Regions from separate parts of the Sus scrofa genome. Here region 1 is linked to region 2. A link is a contact called in public promoter capture Hi-C data. All regions are on one chromosome and are shown on one strand. The core of a region is the stretch at or near the end of the contact, and the rest is flanking DNA. Distances in the headings are between cores, read along the strand shown. Region 1 holds the start of STRADB (STE20-related kinase adapter protein beta). Region 2 holds the start of CLK1 (CDC like kinase 1).

Region 1 (7,836 bases), core at 4,374-6,873, 490 kb after region 2:
GTCCCTAAGGGTACCTCACTTAGTAGTAAAGTCAGCAATAAAGTCAGAACATTACATATTAAGAAGCCAGTTATAAAAGAAATTTCAATAAAATGATCTCAATTAACAACTTGTCAATCAGTTGCTTACTGGACAGCTTTCAAAAAATGCTTCTTGAATTAAACTAAAAGTACTGAAAAGAGATAAAAAGTAGTATACAACAGCTTCTGACTTAAGGGAAGATAAAAATCCAAGAAATCTGATCTCAATGGGGAGAGTTCTAATGATCTCTAGGATCTAGATTAGATCTAAGATCTCATGATCTAAGATATCTAAGAACATAAGATAACAGCACCAAATAAGAAATAAGTATTTAATGAGTCTTAGAACTGTTCTATGGATAGTCAGTGGGGTGAGAGTTCTTTTCTAGCTGAAGTCCTGGTTTCACATAGGAGTAAGATTTAATACAGGACTCCTCAAGGAATACAGGTTCCTCAAGGATGGAAAGATTTTGAGTGACATTGAGAACTATGTCTAGATACTCATGTTGCAACAGAAGAAAGGGTGGGGGGAAAAACTGTAATTGCAATGTATACATGTAAGAATAACCTGACCCCCTTGCTGTACAGTGGGAAAATTAAAAAAAAAAAAAAAAGATTTTGAGTGAGAATGGGAGTATCCAGTAGGTAAAGGGACAAAGAGAGAAGAAGGCCCCAAAGCAAACAGCAGACAAAGCTAATTTGGCAGCTGTGTACAGACCAACTTACGTGGGATTGATTATGGGGAAGTACTTGGAGCTTTAAATTTGACTAGTGCAGATTAAGAAGTCTGAACTTGATCCCAGAGGGAACAAGTTCCTAAGTGGAAAGTGACATTTGAAAAATAAACCTGGAGTCAGAATAGAGGATAAATTTCAGGAATGGAGAGGTCAGAGACAGAAAAACAATTAAGAAATCTCATCGCATTATGCCTAGATTATGGTAAGAAAGGCATAAATTAAGTGAAAGGAAACAGCAAGAGGGATGTGTGGGGTTTGTGAGACATGGCATGAAATGAAATGGGACTTAATGGTTAAAATGGGACTAGATGAACTTTATTTATCCTCTCCTAAAAGATAATTACTTCTAGTATATACCTCAAACATTTGATTTAAAAACCTCAGTTTTCCTTGCCCCTCACTTCGTAAGTTCTCTTTCCCAGACATTCACTATCTGCACCCCTGCGCCCCCCCAAAAAACTGGCTTCTCCAACCACACAATATTTTCTAGCCAAAACAAAGGACTGTATTTACCAATTCCCTAGACACACCAGGAAATTCTCAAACCTATAACTTCATCCATGCTATGTCTTCTACCTTTAATGTCTTCTCCCCCTTCTACATATCCAAAGTCTAGACATTCTTCACACCTCAGGTCAATGCCACTTTTTCCCATTAAGCTCCCAGCCTAGGGATCAAATTGCAGCTGTAGCTGCCGGCCACAGCCACAGTCACAGCAAGGCCAGATCCCAGCCAAGTGGTGACCTACACCACAGCTGGAGGCAACGCCAGATCCTTAGCCTACTGGGTGAGGCCAGAGATGGAAACCACACCCTCATGGATACTAGTAGAGTTTGTTACCACTGAGTCACAACAGGAACTCCTCTCTAAAATTAAAAAAAGAAAAGGAAAAAAAAAAAAGAAAAAATACACTTGTTCCTTATCATTTCTGATTAACTTTATATTCTCTGTGGCAAACATATTCTATTTTGGTATTTTTTTCCTCCTCTTTTCAGAGGCATTTGAAGACCTCGATAAATAGTAAATGGCAACAGGAGAGTATAATGGCTAAAAGCACAGATTCTAAAGACAGACTGCCTGAGTTTGAATCTTAACCACTATCATTTATTAGCTACGTGACCATGGGCAAGTTACTTAATTTCTCTGTGCATCAATATCTTTATGTACAAAATGGAGATAGTAATACCGAGTAGCTATTTCATGAAGTTGTCAGTGGACTTGGCATAGAAGAGAATAAGTATCATAAGAATGTCTATTAAATACAGTGGAAAAATAATGAATATTCTGTGATAACTGAATAAAGCTTTCTTTATGGAAAGCAAAATGTCAAAAGCAAAGCCAATCTCTAGGTACGAAAGAGGTATATACAAATTATTCCTAAATGACCTTATGTATGCCCTAAGGGTCAGCTGTGCCCTTTAAAATCGTTCTTATGTTAACAATGGTTCCACTTTAGTTTGCCATTTCAATACTCCGAGAAAATATTCAGTTCGGCTTCCTGTGGCAATAAGATACCTAACTGATCTTATTGCCTCCAGTCTTACCCCCTTTAATCCATCCTCCATGGCTCACAGAGTATCTTTCTAAAATACAGACTTAATGTATTCCTATTGCTACAAACTCCCTCCATTCCATACCCCTTAGGAAAAAGTTTAAAATCCTTAGTGTCTCATACAAACTCATCCAAATATGACTCCAGCCTAGTCTCCAGCTTCATTTCTCAACACTCCTTACCATGAAACCTAAGCACTTGGCTACACATCAAAGGCTTTTTGTAAGTCATCTCTTCGGTAAAACATCTCTCCATTAGTTTGCACGGGTTGCCATAACAAACTACCAGACTGGGCAGCTTAAACAACAGAAATTTATTTTCTCTTAATTCTGGAGAATTATGAGAAGTGTAAATTCTACCACTTAGCATGGTGTCTGTCCCACTGAAGGTACTTACTAAAGATTTGATTATTTATTGTAGAAGAAGGAACATGGACTTTGAAGAAAGGCAAGTGTGAGTTCAAATCCTGGCTCTACCACTGACTTATCTCGTGACTTTGGACAAGTCACTAAATGCCAACCTTCCATTCTACATAAGGTAATTATAAAGATAAATGGCAAATTATAATAAAAGCATTCTGTTGTAGGGCTGGTACACAGTAGGTGCTCAATAAATGTTATAGTAAAGACTCTGGGACTGCCTGGATTTGACACCCAGTTCCATCACTTAGTATCAGCATGACCTTGGGTACGTTAACTTACCCTTTGCTTTAGTTATCTATAAAAACACCTCATACTGCTACTGTGACAATAAGCTAATATAGGTGAAACATTTAGAGAAGTATCTAACACATAGTAAGATCTATACAAATGTTTCCTATTATACGATTACTGCAGATCAAATATGACTGGAAATCATGAATAATTTAGCTCTTTCAACTATTAAGTTATTTTAAATGTGAATATTACCTTAGTGTTCAGATTTCTTATTAACTAAACAGGATAGTAACCAGAGGTTCAAAAATTGGTATGGATGATATAAACAAAGCTGAAAATAAACATGAAATAACATTATCATCTCATTCCTTATATTGGTGTTTACCGTATTTTGTGTATTGAAGTAAAAATCTTAAGAAACAATTTTTTCTACTCTTTGTGACTACAGATGTTAACCATTTGCAGAAGAGGATAACACTCCTTGGCTCATATTTTCAATTACAGAACCACTAAGCCTTTGAACTGGAAAGACTTTTGAGATGAAAGGCCAATCCTACCAAGGCTTACATAAGTAAAGAGGTGCATTTGTAATGGTCTTTTTTTTTTTTTTTTTTTTTTTTTTTTTTTTTTTTTTTTTTTTTTTTTTTTTTGTCTTTTGTCTTTTGTTGTTGTTGTTGTTGTTGCTATTTCTTGGGCCGCTCCCGCGGCATATGGAGGTTCCCAGGCTAGGGGTCGAATCGGAGCTGTAGCCACCGGCCTACGCCAGAGCCACAGCAACGCGGGATCCGAGCCGCGTCTGCAACCTACACCACAGCTCACGGCAACGCCGGATCGTTAACCCACTGAGCAAGGGCAGGGACCGAACCCGCAACCTCATGGTTCCTAGTCGGATTCGTTAACCACTGCGCCACGACGGGAACTCCCTGTAATGGTCTTTAACTCTGTGGAGGATGAGAATTGCAAGTAGATAGAACAACTGGTTCAAAAGCACTAAAGCAGGGCTTCAGGATTTATTCTAGATGTCCAAGGTATGCAGTAGGAACCGGTATTAGGAAATAATGCTGGAAAATGCTTTTCCAACCTTTAAGGTCAGTAATTTTTTTTTTTTTTTTAAGGTCAGTAATTCTGAAGTAGGTACAAGTTACCTGACCCACACTTTGAAGTAAGGCAGATAGATCTAGGTATGAATCTCTACTTGTTACATAAGCAAAGTTTTTGAACCTCAGATTATGCAACAGAATTATTTTAGTGATTAAGAGATCCAACGTATGTAGAGCTCATAACTGAGATGCCTGGCTGATTGGAAGTACTCAAATGTTTGTCTGACTCCTGTCATCCTATGAATAAAGATATGTAAATATAACAACTGTCTTTCAGTGTTTGATGAATGTCTGAGACTTGCTGAATGTTACTGAATTTTAAAAACAGAAAGCTGGAATAACTGCTGAGATGATAAAGTGTCTTCATGCTTGCCCTTTCTTACCACCAAATGTCCTTCACAATTTCTTCTGTAGTGTCATGTCACCACCGTCAACATGCTATTTGGAGATCACTCTAGCTCAGACTTCCAATTCTACAGCAAAGATTTGAAGTTGAGGGGAAAAATGACTGAAATAAATTAAAAACAAAAACCTGGAAGAGTCCTTTTCATTTTATTTCTATGGTCCATTCTAGCTTGATGAATTTCCAGTGAAAAGTTTGTTTCTGGGGCAGAAACTGCAGGTTTAAATAAAAGGCTCGTGGGCAAGTAACCGAGTTCACCACTATTAAAATGACCCAGAAGTCTTTCAAGTGTTTGGGAGATTATCTTTATGCTGATACTAAAAGGATATCTGCCAATATTCATTATTTACGGTTGAAACTAAAGGCAACTGTCTTTCTTTTAAAAGACGTCTGGCTCAAAATCAATTGCAAGAAAAGCCCAACTCAACATAGAGCTCTTTTCCACTATCGTCTCATCTCTCTCCCATCACAGATGGCGACTGAGGCTTAAGGTTTAACGTCCAGACACTAAAGCCGCTCATCGCTCGGGGATGGGGCACTAGGTGAGTACTGTCCGGCAGAGGATGGGATACTGCTAATCCTCCTCAGAGGCGCATCTGGGGTGAACCCGGGGACCAGAGTCCAATGCCCACCACTTCGCCCTTATCCTTAGAAAACCACCCGCTTCCCAGAGCGGGGCGGGGACCCGGCGAGCACCCAGCCCTCCAGTACCCAGCTCCGGCTCCAGTGTCCGCGCGCGACCTCCGAGGACCAGGAGGAGCGCGGGGCGAGGAGGCTCCTCTGCCTTCAAGAGAAGATGGCAAGAGCAAGTTCGGGTCGTGCGCGGGAAGGTTACTTACAGGAATAGCCCGGGGTCCTCGGTCCTGCGCCCGCGCTCCTTCAAGGAGAAGATTCTAAAAGCGGCGGCAGCCTAGGAGCAGCAGCCAAAGCGGCCGCCGCTGCCTGTAACCGCCCGGGCGTGGCAGGGACTGGTGGGCGACTTCACAACATCATCACTCGGCGACTTCGGTTTTGCAGCGACGCCGGCTCAATTACAGTCCCCCGCCCCGCACAATTGGGGAAGAGAGGACGAGACCCACTCTCCCAGCAGCCTCTAAGGCGCTAGCGCACTACCTGCTGGGAATTGCAGTTTCCTCTAGGCCACGCCCCTAGCACGAAAGGCCACGCCCCCTAACCGGCGGCCCCGAGGCGGGAGGCGGGGCCGCGACCCTGCAGCCGGGGTGGGGCGAATCCCGTCCCGGCGGGGTGCCCCGGGCTGGGGCCGAGTTCCAGGCCCACAGTCCCAGTCCGGGTCGCGCCGCCCTCTTGAGCTTCGCGGCCCGCGCTGGGAGCGGGCCTTGCGCTCTCGCCTTGCCCCTGGGCGGGCCGGGCACCCGGGCCCTGCACCTTTGGCTGCCTGAGGAGAGCTGCTGGCTTTGGTCGCCGCCTAGGTAATGAGGGGACGCCGGGCCGGGGAGGGTAAGGGAGGGACAGTTGGGACGTGAGGGAGCGCGGTTGCGTTCGCGCTAACCTCGGGAAGCCCGGGACTAGAACTCGCCACCCTGCCTCAAGCCCGAGCCCGGGCGGCCAGCGGGGCTGTGGAGGGAGCCCGGCTCTGCGTGGCGACCGGCCCGTGCGCCCCGCGCAGCTCCGGCTCTGCCCGGGAGTCCTGGGCCTCGCGGCGGCGGAGGCACCTGCGTGCGGCGTAGGCGGCGCCTGCTGGGGTTGGCGGTGCCAGGTGTTTGGGGGCCCATCCGCCCGCCGCGCTCTCCCCCGGCCCCGCCACCCCCACCCTTACCCTTGCTCTCACCTTTGGCCGTGCTTCCCCGCTCGAGAAGTTTCCAAACCGAGGACGCCCTCCGGCCCCCGCTCCGTGTGACACCTTCTGTGAGTTCGCTAACAAAGTGCCCCAAAACAGGACTCGGAAGGAAGCTTTTACATCATTAAATGCTCAAGCTGCGTTTGGTCCTCGGTATTTAAGTTCAGCGTTGTGTTGTTTCCTCGTGGGTTTGTTGTGTCAGGCACCTTTTCCCTTAGAACTTGATCAGAATTTGTGACAGCGCCTACCTAGCCTAGAGCCTGGCACACAGTAGGCACTTCGTAAATATTTTTTGAAAGTGTGAGTCACGATGCTAAGTTTGGAAAATTCTACTGAGTTGTGCGTCGCTCTAATTTTTAAGACTTTATGGGTTCCCAGGATCCCTTTGAAACTTACAGTAATCTTAGAGCTCTGCGCAGTTAAATCAGGTTTTTTGCATTCCCAGTAACAGTGGTCTCTTTTGGATGTTTACATTAACTAATTCTCTCCCCCCTCCCCAGTTGTGTAATTTAGATGCGCTCCTGATTTTCTCAGCAAGTGTTAATTTAACCTTTCAGATTAAAGCCTTAGGAGGAACCATTAATATAGAACAGATTTAAATTATTTATAAGGCTTTATCCTAATTAGCTTTTTAGATACAAGTGCAAGAGACCACACTGATGTACCTGTGAATATATTTAGAAATACAAGTCTCACCATGATTTTTTTTAAAGAATTTATATTTATACCTAGTGAAAGCGCATGCAGGAGAAAATTATGACAGCAAAGCTATCCTTCCCTCCCCCCGCTGCCCTTAGCAGGGGCAGCTGCTGCCTTGACCTCAAAATGTCTTATAATATTATCTCTTAATAGTCTGTCACATCTAAAGCAAAATCTCTGGGATTAACCCATGCACAGTTCTCACAGATTGTGTTTCTTATGAGTTTTTCTGGGAAAAAAAAAGTGTAATGGAGTTTACAAAATTTTTGTTGTTTAAGAACTTACTTATATTACGTGGGAAAAGCAGGAAACAAAATCCTGAGAACCAGGAAATTCAGTTAATCATGATATCTCTAATCTTACTGCTTGTGGGAATGTCCCCTACAAGTGGTCAGGGCCTTGTCTGCGGTGGTCACTAATGAGTGTCCCAAGTGCCTAGCACAGTGCCTGACCCATGACAGGCATTCATTAAACATTTGTGAAGTGAATACTTGGCTTTTTTAGTCAATAGCACAGTGACTTTCAGGTGTGTGGTTTTTTCATTTACTCGGATGTTTCCTTAGAATAAGTTAATGGAAGTGAGAATTTTATTAGGTCAAAAGGTATGAATATTTAAAAATTAATTGGAGTAGACTTGCAATGTTGTGTTAGCTTCAGCTGTACGGGAAAGTAAATCAGCTATACATATATCGATTCTTTTTCAGATTCTTTTCTCGTATAGGCCATCACAGAGCATTGAATAGAATTCCCAGTGCTATATAGTAGGCCTTGTTACTGATTGATTTTTGTATATATATTAGTTTATATATGTCCCAACATTTTTATCATTATTAAAACATTGCCAACCTGCTTTCCAAATGAGCCCTATTGT
Region 2 (7,372 bases), core at 2,127-4,626:
AAAAACACAATCCCCCCCCACCAAAAGAAATGAAAACAAACAAACAAAAACAGAGAAAGAAAGATTTCCAAATCCCTGAAATCTTAATCTAAATTATAGATTATGTTATCTGAAAAGTTAATAAGTGTTGAAAAATATTCTATATACATCTTGCACTTAGTACGTCTCCACTCTGACAGATCAGGTGACCCTCCTCATCATCCTCTACACTCCTGGTTCTTTTCCTTCGGTGACTCTTCTGGAAACGTCAAGTGGGCGGCACCAAGATCATCCAGCCAATCAATATACCCGAGTGAATTCAGGGCAGAATACGAAATTCATTCAGCGGGGAGATATTCAGGCATTCAGATACACGCCAGGCCACAAACGGTTGGCAGGAGCAATTTCAAATTCAGTCCCCAGAAATTCACAGGGCACATAGTTTATGTTAACAGGAGAAAAACACGGCAAGGAACAGATTTTCAGATAAGATACTCAAAGTGGCAAGGCAACAAAACATAATACAATTGTTTTTCTTTTTTTTTTTTAAAGAAAATGCTTAATTGTAGCATTCACTGAAACATAATTTAAAAGTTCCTAATGTCCTAATTTAATGTTGCAAAACTGTAGAATGTAATAGTTACTTGTCAAAAGTAGACTGTGGCCAAACTTCCTACCTAATCTAAGAAAAGCAACTATCAAGAAACAATAAATAAAATTAAAACCCTAATTTGGGGCGAAAACAAAATTTGGCATATAACAACACTATCTGAAATGTCATCTGAGCTTGATTTCCAAATTAACACATAACCCATAATGTTCAAATCTGTTAAGTGGTTTAGTGAAAAAAGGATTGGAGAACATGCTTTGCCAGAACAAGGGCACACATAATCCTCACTCAAATACAAAAATCCCATTTCTTCTTATAGTAAGACTATCAAAACAAAATCTGATTTCTTGTAGTATAATAAGAAAAACTTTCAGAATATCTTGTAATCCATTATAAACTAACCTAAATTAAATTACCCCCATTATTTCACTGGAATGACAATTAGTTGCCATCTTGTAATAAGATGTTACTATATAAATATGTACTGCACTTCAGGAATTTCCTATCCAATGCACAAACACAAAGAACCCTGCAAGTTAAAATTGAGATGACTTCATCTTAAACAGAACTTTCTCAAATAATCAAACACAAATTCAAGTTTTCCTGTTTCACATGGGAAATAAAATTTCCAAAATATTTTAAAAGATTGCATACCCCATGTGAACGATGATGTGAAGTACTGTGGTGAATTCTGTATTTGCTTTTATAACTACTTCTTCCACTTCTACCAGAGGACTTGCTACTATGGTTCTGATATCTGCTTTCATAATCTCTATGGCGATGTCCAGGTTCACATCCTTGATTGTAGTCATTTCTGTATTCATCAATGTAGCGTCGACTATGGTAATCTTTCTCATTTATAGATCTGCTTTCCAAGTAATAGCTAGAAAAACATGTTTTTCCAATGCTTTATGTTATTACCAAATACCCTCAAGTGCTCTATAAATCTCTTAAAACAGTATTTCCCTACCAAAAAGCCAACCAAAAAACCCCCCACACAATTTAATCACCACAAGCCATCAAGATACACAAAGGAATGGTAATCAGTTATTTTAAGTTGATACTAGTTTTCATGAAAATGTATCCCCCTCAGTTTACTGAGATAAAACTGACACATTGTAATAAAAATGTATTTTTAGATCGCTACTGAGACACTTTAAAAACTCTCCTTACCTATCAGATGTTTTAGAGTGATTATATCTGCAGCGCTTGTTCTCCCGGGCACTGCTATGTGATCTCTTTCTTCTTTTATGACTACTGCTGCTGCTCTTCCATCTTTCATAATCCCAATCTTTTTCATCCCAATCAGGACAATAAGCTCTCTTTGCGTGTCTCATCTATATAAAAGATAAATCTTTCCCAGTTAAGCTGTATCCCACATATCATCACTGTTTGATAAACCGAAAAAAAAATTTTTATCTCTAAATCTGGAGTCTGAATTCTACTCATAGATTCCTGCATTATACATGCCAAGATCAGATTTACTGAAAGAGGGCTGAAAAAGAAAAAAGAAAAGGGAATTCCAATTGATCAACTTTGGGAAAAATCCTTTCCTGCCAGAAGCACGCATTTACTTTATATATAACTCGCCCATTCAGATGTGCATCACTTTTTTTTATTATTTCCCCAATACAATTTTTTTTCTACTGTACAGCATGGTGACCCAGTTACACATACACGTATACATTCTTTTTCCTCACATTATCATGCTCCATCATAAGTGACTAGACATAGTTCCCAGTGCTACACAGCAGAATTTCGTTGCTAATCCCTTCCAAAAGGAGAGAAACACCTAGCTTAGCCTACGAGCAACTTACACAACCATCGGTGTAAACCATTTTCCCTAAAGAAATGTCAGAACCAAAAATCCCTAACAACTTGAAAAAGACATTAGAGATAAACTTTTCATCAACTACCGTTCACAGCAGTACTAACCGCCCGGGCACCACCTCGTCTCTAAACACAACTTAAGGGGATCCAATTGTTCCCAAGGGGGTGGGCTGGGGGAGAAACTCCCAAGCCTGTGCCCGACCGCCTGGCTTCTCTCACAAGCTCCTCCAAATATGCCACATCATTTCTCTTCCGTCGAGTTCCTAAACCTGCTTTCTGTTTACGCCACTGACGGCAAAGACACTCGCCATTTCCCCTCGAATTACTTTAAGACTCGAGCGGACAGTGAGACCGTCTTACACCCGGTCCCTGTGTTCCTTCTTTCCCTCTGTTACGAACGAAGGTCCTCAGAGGAGCGCGTCTCACGCACATTCCAGAACGCCGTTCTGGCGGCCACCCTCCGCCCGCAGCTTCGCCGCCTCCGCCCCGCCGCCATCTTAGAGCTCGGCCGACGCCTGCGCCACCGACATGGCGCTCGGAGCGCCGGGGATCGGGATCCCTGCTCCCTCTAGGGAAGGCACACGTTCGAGCTCTCTCCGCCTAACAAACACTGTCACTACCCTCCGCCAGGGTCTGGAGCGTCACGGTTCAAATAGAAATCCGCAGCGGCGGACTCGGAAAAGCATAGAAGACGAGCTGTCCACCTTTGTGCAGCCGAAGCGCGGTGGGGGGCGGTGCGAGGGGAAAAGGGGTCACCCTGCAGGACTGCAGACGGCCAACAAGCTTGAAGGGGAACGTCACAGACGCTCTCGGGAAACAGAAAAGGGGCCCTGACACCCAGCCCGCTTCCTTCTGCATCTTACCGTCCAGGCCAAAAAGTCCAAGCCTCAGGAGACAATGCTTGCAACGCGACAACGGAAAACACCCAGCTGGCTGCGACAAGGTCCAACAACAAAATGGAGCCGATTGCCGAAGCGTCTGGGCTCTCCGGGAAAACAAGATGACGCTGCAAACGTCACTCCGCCTCCGGGTGGGGCGGGGCTTGCACAAAGGGTGGGGCTGAGCTGGCGCCCAGGGAGGGGGGCGGGGGACGTGTGCGCAGGCGCCGGGTTCGAAGCTCCGCAACCAGGTTGAGCAGAGGGAGCTGTGACCGCGGCCATGTTGTCTCTGTTCTGTGTTTGGGCTGAGGAGACGTTTTAAGCGTTGGGGAGGAGCGCCTCGTCCATGCTCAACTAAAAATTGTATTTGTGAACGCTAGAAATGAGAAGCTGAAGGAAGCAGAGTGCGAAATAGCGTTACAACGTCTAAAATAATGCTTTAAAAAATTTACACCACCTTCATCAGATAGTTCCAAATTAGGACGTGCCTGGATTTGGACTTTTGCTAAGGTTCTGAAACCAATTTAAAATTTTAGTGGCTGGGACTCACGGACAGAAATTGGATTGGAAGGATTTTCCCGAGATTTTCAAAGGCGAAGAAATGTGAGAGGGACTCCTCACAATATAGCAACACTTCCGCATGGAGCAAGGCCTCTGCGTGTAAAGGCCAAGTAAACTAAAGAGTTGGGGTGGGGGGACTGAAAGATCATTAAGAGAAGACAAATTTGGACTTCTCTTGGAGTTCCCTGGTGGCTCAGCAGCTTAAGGATCTGATGTCACTGCTGTGACATACTCTTTTCTCGCCATTGAAAGGCTTATACTCCTTCCATTTCTTTATCATATATACCTGAGGCACATCTTTGATAGTGGGTTAAAAAAAAAAAATGGCCGGAAAATGGGAACTAGAATCAAATGAGGAGTTCCCTTGTGGTGTAGTGGGTTTAGGATCCAGGCTGACACTGCAGCAGCTTGGCCATGAAACTTCTACATGTCTTCCAAAAGAGGACAGAATTATCTGGAAACAACCTCTGAATAACAAAAATAAAGCTGCAACTTGATAGAACAAAGTAATTGCCGACCCTGGCCATAAACATTAAAAAAAAAAAAAAAAAAGGAAGCTCTGAGGAACTGCTCTGAAGAGGTAGGGAAGAGGTCAGTATTATGATTTTTTTTTTTTTTTTGTCTTTTGTCTTTTTTGTTGTTGTTGTTGTTGCTATTTCTTGGGCCGCTCCCGCGGCATATGGAGGTTCCCAGGCTAGGGGTCGAATCGGAGCTGTAGCCACCGGCCTACGCCAGAGCCACAGCAACGCGGGATCCGAGCCGCGTCTGCAACCTACACCACAGCTCACGGCAACGCTGGACCGTTAACCCACTGAGCAAGGGCAGGGACCGAACCGCAACCTCATGGTTCCTAGTCGGATTTGTTAACCACTGCGCCACGACGGAAACTCCAGTATTATGATTTTAAAGAAGGTGGGTACTTGGAATCAACCACACATCTTGGCAGAGGGTTGCTGCTAGTCACAAGGAGCAGGTATCTCTGTTACTGATTTTAGTGCTCTTCTAGATATGAAAAGATGTAAGAAATTGGGCCTATAAAATCTCCTGGAAATATCTTATCTGAAGGCCTGTTCTACCATGTTTTCCTGGAGCACAGAGGCCTCATTCCTGAACTCCTTTCAGGGTGTGTTGAAGATCATCGACTGCAGTTGGCTAGTCACTTCACTCTTAGAGAACTAGGTGGCAGGGACAATTTTTATTTGGCAGTAGATAGGGTCTTTACAGAGGTAATTATGATTAAATGAGGTCATTAGGGAGGGGTCTAATCTAATTTAGCTTTTTTAAAAAAAATAAAAAGAGATTAGGACACAAAGCTGAGGAAAGAGCTTGTGAAGATGGGAGATGGTCACCTACAAGCCAAGGAAAAAGGCCTCAAAATAAACAGTGCTACCCACACCTGGATTTCCCAACTTCCACTCTCTGGTAATTTGTTGTGGCTGCTCTAACTTAGTGCATAACATTAAAACATGTTAGTTTATTGGTACTGAACTTGTAACTTTATTGTTGAATTAGTGAAGTTGAAATTTTCTTTTTCTGGAGTTCTCGTCGTGGCACAGCGGAAATGAATCCAACTAGGAACCATGAGTTTTCAGGTTCGATCCCTGGCCTTGCTCAGTGGGTTAAGGATCCGGCATTGCCATGAGCTGTGGTGTAGGTCGTAGATGAGGCTCGGATCTGGCCTCGATGTGGCTCTGGCATAGGCCAGCAGCTACAGCTCCGATTAGACCCCCTAGCCCGGGAACCTCTGTATTTCATAGGTGCCCCTCTAAAAAAAAAAAAAAAAAATTTTCTCTTGTTACTTACCCATTCATACCTTATTGCTTTTTTGAATGTGCAGTTCTTTTTTGTCCTTTAAATTTTTTTTTTAACTTACTTTTTTTTTTTTTGGTGTTTTTGCTATTTCTTGGGCCGCTCCCTCGGCATATGGAGTTCCCAGGCTAGGGGTCGAATCGGAGCTGTAGTCACCAGCCTGTGCCAGAGCCACAACAACGCGGGATCCGAGCCGCGTCTGCAACCTACACCACAGTTCACGGCAACGCCGGATCGTTAACCCACTGAGCAAGGGCAGGGATCGAACGGGCAACCTCATGGTTCCCAGTCGGATTCGTCAACCACTGCGCCACGACAGGAACTCCTGTCCTTTAAATTTTTAAATTGCAGAAAAGTTTTTTATTTTCATGCAGTTAAACCTATTCCATCTTTATATTGGTTAGGCTTGTAAACTGAGACATTACTTTCCTCTTCAGAGGAAGTCTCTGAGGTGTTTTAAGTTTTTCTTGTGTTTTCTATAAAAAGGCAACTCTACAGCATGGGTTTGATCATCCCCAGCTCAGCACAGTGGGTTAGGGATCTGGCATTGCTGCAGCTGTGGCACAGGTCACAGCTGTGGCTCAGATTTGATCCTTGGCCAGGTAGTGTCCATAAGAGTTGCAAAAAAGGCAACTCTTATCCATCTGGAATTTTGGTATATCATGTGAGGTGAAAGCCTTTTGTTTTTTTTTTTCTCCATGTCAATTATGGATTATCCTAACACAATTTTTCTCTTTTAAAAATGATTTTGGATCTTTTTTAAGTTTTATGGCTGCACCAGAGCCATATGGAAGTTTCCAGGCCAAGGAAACTCCAGCCAAGCTGCAGCAATGCCTGGATCCTTTAACCCATGGTGTGGGACTGGGAATCAAACCCAAGCCTCTGCAGCGACCCAAGCCACTGCAGTCAGATTCTTAACCCACTGTGCCACAGGAACTCCTTGGATACTGTTTTAATTAAACTACTATCTATACTATTTACACTCTTGTTCTAGTCTTATCCCCTACCCATCACAGTTTTAATATTTGCAGCTTTATAAAGATAGGGATTAGGGGAGTTCCCCTTGTGGCTCAGTGGTTAATGAACCCAGCTAGTATCCATGAAGAGTCAGTTCGATCCCTGGCCTCGCTCAGTGGGTTGAGGATCCAGTGTTGCTGTGAGCTGTGGTGGTGTAGGTTGCAGACGTGGCTTGGATCCTGCGTGGCTGTGGCTGTGGTGTAGGCCAGCAGGTACAGCTCTGACTCAACCCCTAGCCTGGGAACCTCCATATGCCGTGGCGCGGCTTTAAAAAGACAAAAAAAAAAAAAAAAGGATTAATTCCTTTTTCATTGTATTTATTAAAATTTCCATTATCATGTATACTAGATTTGCTTTAGAACTATTGTATGGAGTTCCTATTACTACCTGAACCACAATTAATACAAACTGAATTGAAAAAAACCATCAGTTTTCTTTTTCAGTCCACTAGTGAAATAGTACATAATCTATCCACTTCACTAAACGGATTGAATTTGAGCCCAATGGGAGTTCCCTGGTGGCTCACTGGGCTAAGAGTCCAGCACTGTCACTGCCTTGGTGTGAATTTGATCCCTGGACCAGGAACTTCTATATACTTCAGGTGCAGAAAAACAAAAGTGATCCCTATGTATAAAAAGTTATCTTTTTATATGTCTGTTAGCTCCTTAGACTGTGCTCCCATGGTATA

What was found. Promoter capture Hi-C pulls out the DNA fragments that hold promoters and counts their contacts.
Region 1: a contact with region 2 is called in a promoter capture Hi-C map of fetal liver, with 3 times the contacts expected there. The contact joins the promoter of STRADB here to the promoter of CLK1 in region 2. A contact is called at or near these places in 2 of 5 promoter capture datasets (fetal liver and liver), 1 of 47 Hi-C or Micro-C datasets (liver) and 2 of 2 datasets of contacts at active chromatin or transcription factors (alveolar macrophages and skeletal muscle).

What each region holds. Positions count from the first base shown.
Region 1 is chr15:105,049,595-105,057,430 of Sscrofa11.1, forward strand. It overlaps STRADB (STE20-related kinase adapter protein beta), which reads left to right and starts at 5,624. Exons shown (of 12, transcript XM_003133587.5): 1 at 5,624-5,898. TRAK2 (trafficking kinesin-binding protein 2) reads right to left here and starts at 6,460. Exons shown (of 16, transcript XM_021075699.1): 1 at 6,258-6,460.
Region 2 is chr15:104,558,766-104,566,137 of Sscrofa11.1, forward strand. It overlaps CLK1 (CDC like kinase 1), which reads right to left and starts at 3,377. Exons shown (of 13, transcript NM_001123099.1): 1 at 3,283-3,377; 2 at 1,763-1,926; 3 at 1,244-1,472; 4 at 148-238. The coding sequence starts at 1,926.